2 separate regions of the Triticum aestivum genome follow, and region 1 is linked to region 2. A link is a contact called in public Hi-C data. All regions are on one chromosome and are shown on one strand. Each heading gives the region's core, a stretch centred on a gene start, on an enhancer-like site or on the middle of the called end of the contact. The rest is flanking DNA. Distances are from core to core; before and after follow the strand shown. Region 1 holds the start of LOC123092794 (26S proteasome non-ATPase regulatory subunit 4 homolog). Region 2 holds the start of LOC123092793 (acyl-CoA-binding domain-containing protein 5).

Region 1 (2,898 bases), core at 81-2,580, 540 kb before region 2:
GATAGGAGTGCTGTGAAACAGGTAGGGGTTATAAGGCGGTCAACCAAATTACATCGTCATATCAACCTAGAGCCCCAAGGATATGAAAGAAAGTTAGTTACCTTATAAGAACATCAGAAAGGGCATGGTCACCCGGAGGGACATGGACGATGTGGCTGCTATCACTGCTGTTCACAGCAGCGATCAGCGCTTCCAGTTTCTCAGGCTTTTCATCATCAGTTTCACCAAAATCAACAACGTCAAGGGCAACATTATTCTTCTTCAGCTTCTTCCCTATTGTCTCCAAGACCTTCTTGTCGTATGTCACAGGGCTGAGATATGAGGACAACAAAATTAGCTATAATTCAGACAAAATAGGGTCCATAGATGTTATCTTGCTCATTTCCTCAACATACCTTCCAATGAAAACAATAATTCTCTGCTGTTGCCTCTTATTCTGGCGATGCTTTAGCGCCAGCTGAGCAACCTGAATAGCTGCGGCCAAGTTTGCTTCAGCTCCAACTTCCAGCCCTGTGCATTGATTTGTTGGATATCAATTAGAACTATAATTCCTTCCTACTTTACTAGCATATTTTGTGAAGCAAAGGCCTGCTAAGGGTCGTACTGTCACCAAACGCCATCCAAAAGACTACACTATTCGTCCTATCCATGCTCGACGAGCTTGCACAGTTACATTCAAATCCTAAACTTCTGCGCCGGTACGCCGGAAATTAGGGTACTGACGGGAGCTTACCGTGCATACAGGCGAGGATCTTGCCGAGGTCGCTGGTGGGAGTGACAAGCACGCGCACGCCCTTGCCGGCCATCGTCATGACGCCCACCGTATTCTCCGGGTTCGACTGCAAGAGGACACCGACAAACGAGTCAGATCCGGAACCCAAAACCCTAGCCCACACACAACGAGACGGGACTCGATCGATCGATCGGTTCGGAGGGTGCGCGGTACCTGGGTCTTGGCGCCGCAGATGAGGTTGACGGCGTCGGCCTGCGCCTGGAAGCGGGACGGCGAGTAGTCGCCGTTCCGCATCCACTCCGAGTTGTCTATGCAGATCATCGTCGACTGCAGAAGGAGGGGAAACCAAACAAACGGTGAGAAATCGCTAGGAATAGGAGCTTGGCGGAGGCGATCTGGGAGGCCGGCGGGCGGTACTGACCTCGAGCACCATGGTTGCGCCGCTGTGAGTCGCTGCGGTCGAGGGTTGGGTTCGGGTTGGGGAACAAGCTGATCCAAGGGGAGGAGGGGTGGAGTTCTTATTTGCGGTGTCGCCTTCGTGGACGTGTTGGATTGCTTTCCGAGGAGGACACCGATTCGAGACTTGTTACGCGTCGGTCCGGCCCGCGGTGGAACCGGACTATTTTCTTACCTGTTGGGCCTTATTCCAAGGCCCACTAAAACTAATCACATAAATCGATGGGTGTCGTCCTGACTTTTGCCCGCGTGTTTATTAAAAAAAAAGACTTTCGCCCTAGTCCAGGGTCCTACAATATGATTTTTTATTTTCTCTACTCCTAATGAAGCAGTTGGTAGTATCCGCCGATCAATTTTTGTCCCATCAAAAACAGGTTTTTTTCGTCCTCGATCCCACCTCCCGCATCCCCTCGATTCATCCGCCCTCGAATCAGGAAATAAAAATCGGTATGCTCCCATTATGTCCAGTGCTAAACCCTCCGGTTCATCGAAAAAAACTCGCGCCTGAAAATAATATACGACAGTTAACCTACGAAAAATTAGCCAGATGTTTCCCGTGCGTTGCGAACGAGCGAGCGAAGCCTTTGCCCTCGAGCGACGCCACACCAGACTCTTCGCCCTCGCAGCCGCCGCCGATCCCCTCCCTCAAACGCCGCCGCCCGTCGTTGCCGCCCCCGCCACCTCCCGTCGCGGGCAGGCGGGAGGAGCCCTGCCCGGCCATGGCGACACCGACGGCGGCCTCCTCCTCCCCCTCACCTTCTCTCCCTCTCCCAAGGGAGGGAAGGGAATGGAAGGGATCTGATTGGAGCGGTGGATCTGCGCCCTTGCCGTCTCTTCTTTTCTTCACCGATTCCACGAGGAGATCGAAGTGGGAGGTAGACGAGCAGGAGCGCCGCGTCCGCGACAGCGATGAGCGACGACCCAGGTAACGCTATCTCCCTGCCCTCGACCCAACTCATCTTCTCCCCGTAGCCTGTACTCACGCGCCCCCAGGTTCTCCTCTCCCATGGCAGGGGTCGGCGAGTGGCAACAGATGCGGGACACCAACTGGTGGCGCAACGGACAGCGAGAGGCGGGACACCAACTGGGCGCGCCTCTCGCGGCCGACTTCCACGGCGGCGACGTCGTTTACCTTGGCGCCTGCTTCTTTTCCGACTCAGCGATCCCCGCGGGCACCGATGGACGGCGACGGGCAGCACGTGCGGCCGCGGAGCCGCGCGCTCCTGACCGACGACGAGGATGACGGGACGTACGCCGGCGACGTGTACAGCGGCAGCCTCGCCGCCACGGGCGGGTCTCGTGCTGGCTGGATCTTGGTGAGTTCCTTCCTTGTGCGACTTGGTTTGTTCATGGGTGTGAGATTGAGAGCAATTCTTCTCCCCTTCTTTCTGAATCTGCGGTTTCTAAACGATTGTTTGCGACCAAATGTAGGGGCGGTAGCAGTACTTGGTGCAGCGCCGCCGCGGCGACTACGGCAGCGTCGGGGTCGTCGTCGTCCTCATCCGCACAGGGAAGCTGGACTGGGAGGTTTGCTGCTTCCGGTCGGCAGACGATGGCTATGACGCTATGCCCAGCACGAGTGCTAACGCCATCACGGCCGGCACCACTGGTGAGAGCCTCCTTGGGCGCATGTCTCTAACTGCACTTTTGTTATACCAGAAATTTTAGTCTTGATCCATCACTGGGATTGTTCATCTCTATTTTGTGTG
Region 2 (2,983 bases), core at 282-2,781:
TAGGGTTACACATGGCCAGTCATCGTCAGTGGATAAACATGCTGGTTACGCTAACTAGGCTTGGAGGATATGCAAGTCTTCGGAGGTTTCCTTGTGGAGCACGGGGTCGCCTGTAATCCGGCCTTCCTTTGATTAATCAAGAGTGGCCCATCAGCGCGGCCCATGAGAGATAGGCCGGCAGCTCGAGGACCCCTTAGTCCGGGACACCCTCACCCGGGTCTGTCTTGTATCATTTACTAAAACCAAAAACACCTTGCTGCGTTTTTCTTTTATTTATTTTATTTTATATTTTTGTTTGATCTATCTATCTATCATCATACAATTTAATCTTGCTCGTAACCGTCAAGAGATTGACAACCCCTTGTTCGCGTTGGGTTGCAAGGATTTATTGTTTGTGTGCAGGTACTGCTTACATAGTGTTGCTTGGTTCTCCTACTGGATTGATAATCTTGGTTCTTAACCGAGGGAAATATTTATCCCTATTGTACTGCATCATCCTCTCCTCTTCGAAAAAATCCCAACGTAGTTCACAAGTAGCACGCGCCAACCATTGAGCTCGCTGCCAGGTCCAGGAGAAGGAGAAGCGCCCCACGACCCTGGCTCCAGGAACGAGCGAGGGAGATCTTGCCGCCACCGGCACTGCCAGACGGCAGGGAGGGAGAGGGGAGGGGGATCAACAACTGGCGTTTAGGGTTGGAGCGCCCTGGTCGCGCGAGGGGGGGGGGGGGTGACACAAGGCCGAGTCGTTTTTTTCTCGTGGTCTAGGCTCCCACGTGTCATGAGTGGCTACATCTCGAGCACATTGACACCTCCTAATGGCATTTTGAGCAAACGGTTAAAGATTGTTGGACCAACCGCTTCGGAAAGAACATACAAAATCGCAAAGCTTGCACATCTGGCCATGCTCATTTCGTGGTCCATATGAAACCAAAGAAATACACGGGTCTTTCCTAACCAATCCTCGTGCGAACAATTTTACTCGGCAACATCAAACTTGAAGCTTCTCTTTGCATGGCCAGAAGAGCCAAAAAATTTAGGAACCATCATTCTGGTTGAGTAGCAACTTTTGTAGTTCAGGGCTTGTAATAAACACTTTATTTTCTTCTTCACGAGTCAAATGTTTTGCCTTCGTTCAAAAAAAAAGGTGTGACGTTAGGAAGAGGAGAACGAAGGGGGAAGCAGGAAAGAAAGGAAATGGCCATGAATACCGCGGAGAAATTTCCCACCGAAAGCGCGCAGCACACGCAAAGCGAGCAAAAGGCCGAAACCCCCCAACCCAAATCTCCAAACGTTGGCGGTCCGGCGCTCGCTGTCTCCGTCGCCGCCCTTCTCGCCGATCACCCCGCCTCGTCGCGTAGCCGAGCGCAAGGAAACGAAAACCCCCTGACGGCGTCGCCCCAAGCGGCTCGCGGTCGACGAGACCTTTTCCGCTCTCCGCCTACGGCCCTCCCTCGTGGCGGTCGTATCCGCCCCCGAATATGCCTCTCCCTTTTGGCGCCCCACCCCCTTTACTCTCTCCCCACACGCACCCACCTCCGTCTCCACCCTCGTCTCTTCTGCTGCTCCCCCTTCTCCTTCTCCTGTAGCCCCCCTGTTTCCGCTTTCTCTTTCCCCCTTCTCCTCGCCGACCCAACCGAACAAGAAAAAGCAAGCGAGAAGCCGCATCCGCTGCCTCGCTTCCTCCCCCGCCCTTCCCCGCCCGGGATTCATGGAGCTGCTGTTCGAGCTGCTCCTCACGGCGGCGGCCACCCTCCTCGTCGCCTTCCTGCTCGCCAAGCTCCTCTCCGGGAACAATGATCCCCCCCGCCGCGATCGCGCGGCGGGACCGGCTGACGTGATCGCGGAGGAAAAAGCGGAGGAGGCGGAAGAGGAGAGGGTCATCGAGGTGGACGAGGTGGGAGCGTGGGCGGATGTGGCGGCGCCGGCTCTCGCCGAGGGGTGGGTCGAGGTGGAGAAGGCCCCCGCGACCGTCGCGGAGGGGATGACCGAGTGGGTGGCCGCGGAAGAGGGGGTTCCGGCCACGCTTGCTCCGGAGCTGTTCCTTGGCACCGTGTCGCGGGAGCAGAAGGAGGAGGGTGAAGTTGGCAAGAAGCAGTGCGATTTAACCGCGGCCGTCGAGGCGGCTGTCGAAGCGAAGCCGCGGGATTCCGGCGCCGAAGCTGCTCCCAGAGAGGTTCTTGACGTGGAGTTGGAGGAAGAGACAACCCAGCAGAATGATCTGGGTGCTGAAGTTGCCCCGAGTGAAGTCCCTGATGCGGGAGTGCAGAAACAGGAAGTTCATGCTATGGAAGCTGTTGAAGTGAAGCAGCTCCATCTGGATGTGGGGGCTGCTCCTGCAGAAGTTGTTGATGCAGGACTGGAGAGGGAGGAGGAGGGAGCTCAAGCTGCTGAAGTGATTCCGCGTGAATTGGCTTCCGAGACTCCACCTGCAGATGTTCTTGACATCGTACCTGGGAAGCAGCAGGAGCAAGTCATTGAAGCGAATCAGCATGAATTGGCTCACGTTGTGGCTCCAAGAGTGATTCCGGACGCCGCAGCAAAGGATGAGGAAATGAAAGAACCATCTGTGGAAGAAGTTGTTGTTCCACATGAAGAAGTTCACAACAAGGAGGAAGCTCGGCATGAGGCCGGCACGGATGATCAGCAAGAAAAATTGGTCCCTAAGGACGAGCCGGCTCTTAAGAAATCTGATGATCTAAATGTCAGCCAAGAAGACAGCTCTAATGACAAAGTGGATGTTCAGCTACCGGAGAAGGATACCACATTGCTAGGGATGCCGGAAGATGAGGCTAGAGCGAGCATGGAGTTTGAAGAGTGGGAAGGGATTGAGAGAAGTGAAGTGGAGAAGAGATTTGGTGCAGCAGCGGCATTTGCAGCTAGTGACGCCGGGGCGGCTGCTCTGTCGAAGCTGAATAGCGATGTGCAGCTGCAGCTGCAGGGACTTCTCAAGGTTGCAGTTGATGGTCCCTGTTATGACGCTGCA

What was found. A called contact is a pair of places that touch in the nucleus more often than the background predicts.
Region 1: a contact with region 2 is called in a Hi-C map of leaf, with 5 times the contacts expected there. The contact joins the promoter of LOC123092794 here to the promoter of LOC123092793 in region 2. A contact is called at or near these places in 2 of 5 Hi-C or Micro-C datasets (both in leaf) and 1 of 1 datasets of contacts at active chromatin or transcription factors (leaf).

Annotation. Positions count from the first base shown.
Region 1 is chr4B:475,033,491-475,036,388 of IWGSC CS RefSeq v2.1, reverse strand. It overlaps LOC123092794 (26S proteasome non-ATPase regulatory subunit 4 homolog), which reads right to left and starts at 1,330. Exons shown (of 11, transcript XM_044514621.1): 1 at 1,155-1,330; 2 at 947-1,060; 3 at 734-839; 4 at 396-510; 5 at 102-311; 6 at 1-10. The coding sequence starts at 1,166. It overlaps LOC123092795 (a long non-coding RNA gene), which reads left to right and starts at 1,730. Exons shown (of 12, transcript XR_006444853.1): 1 at 1,730-2,114; 2 at 2,183-2,505; 3 at 2,621-2,798.
Region 2 is chr4B:474,489,094-474,492,076 of IWGSC CS RefSeq v2.1, reverse strand. It overlaps LOC123092793 (acyl-CoA-binding domain-containing protein 5), which reads left to right and starts at 1,531. Exons shown (of 5, transcript XM_044514620.1): 1 at 1,531-2,983. The coding sequence starts at 1,709.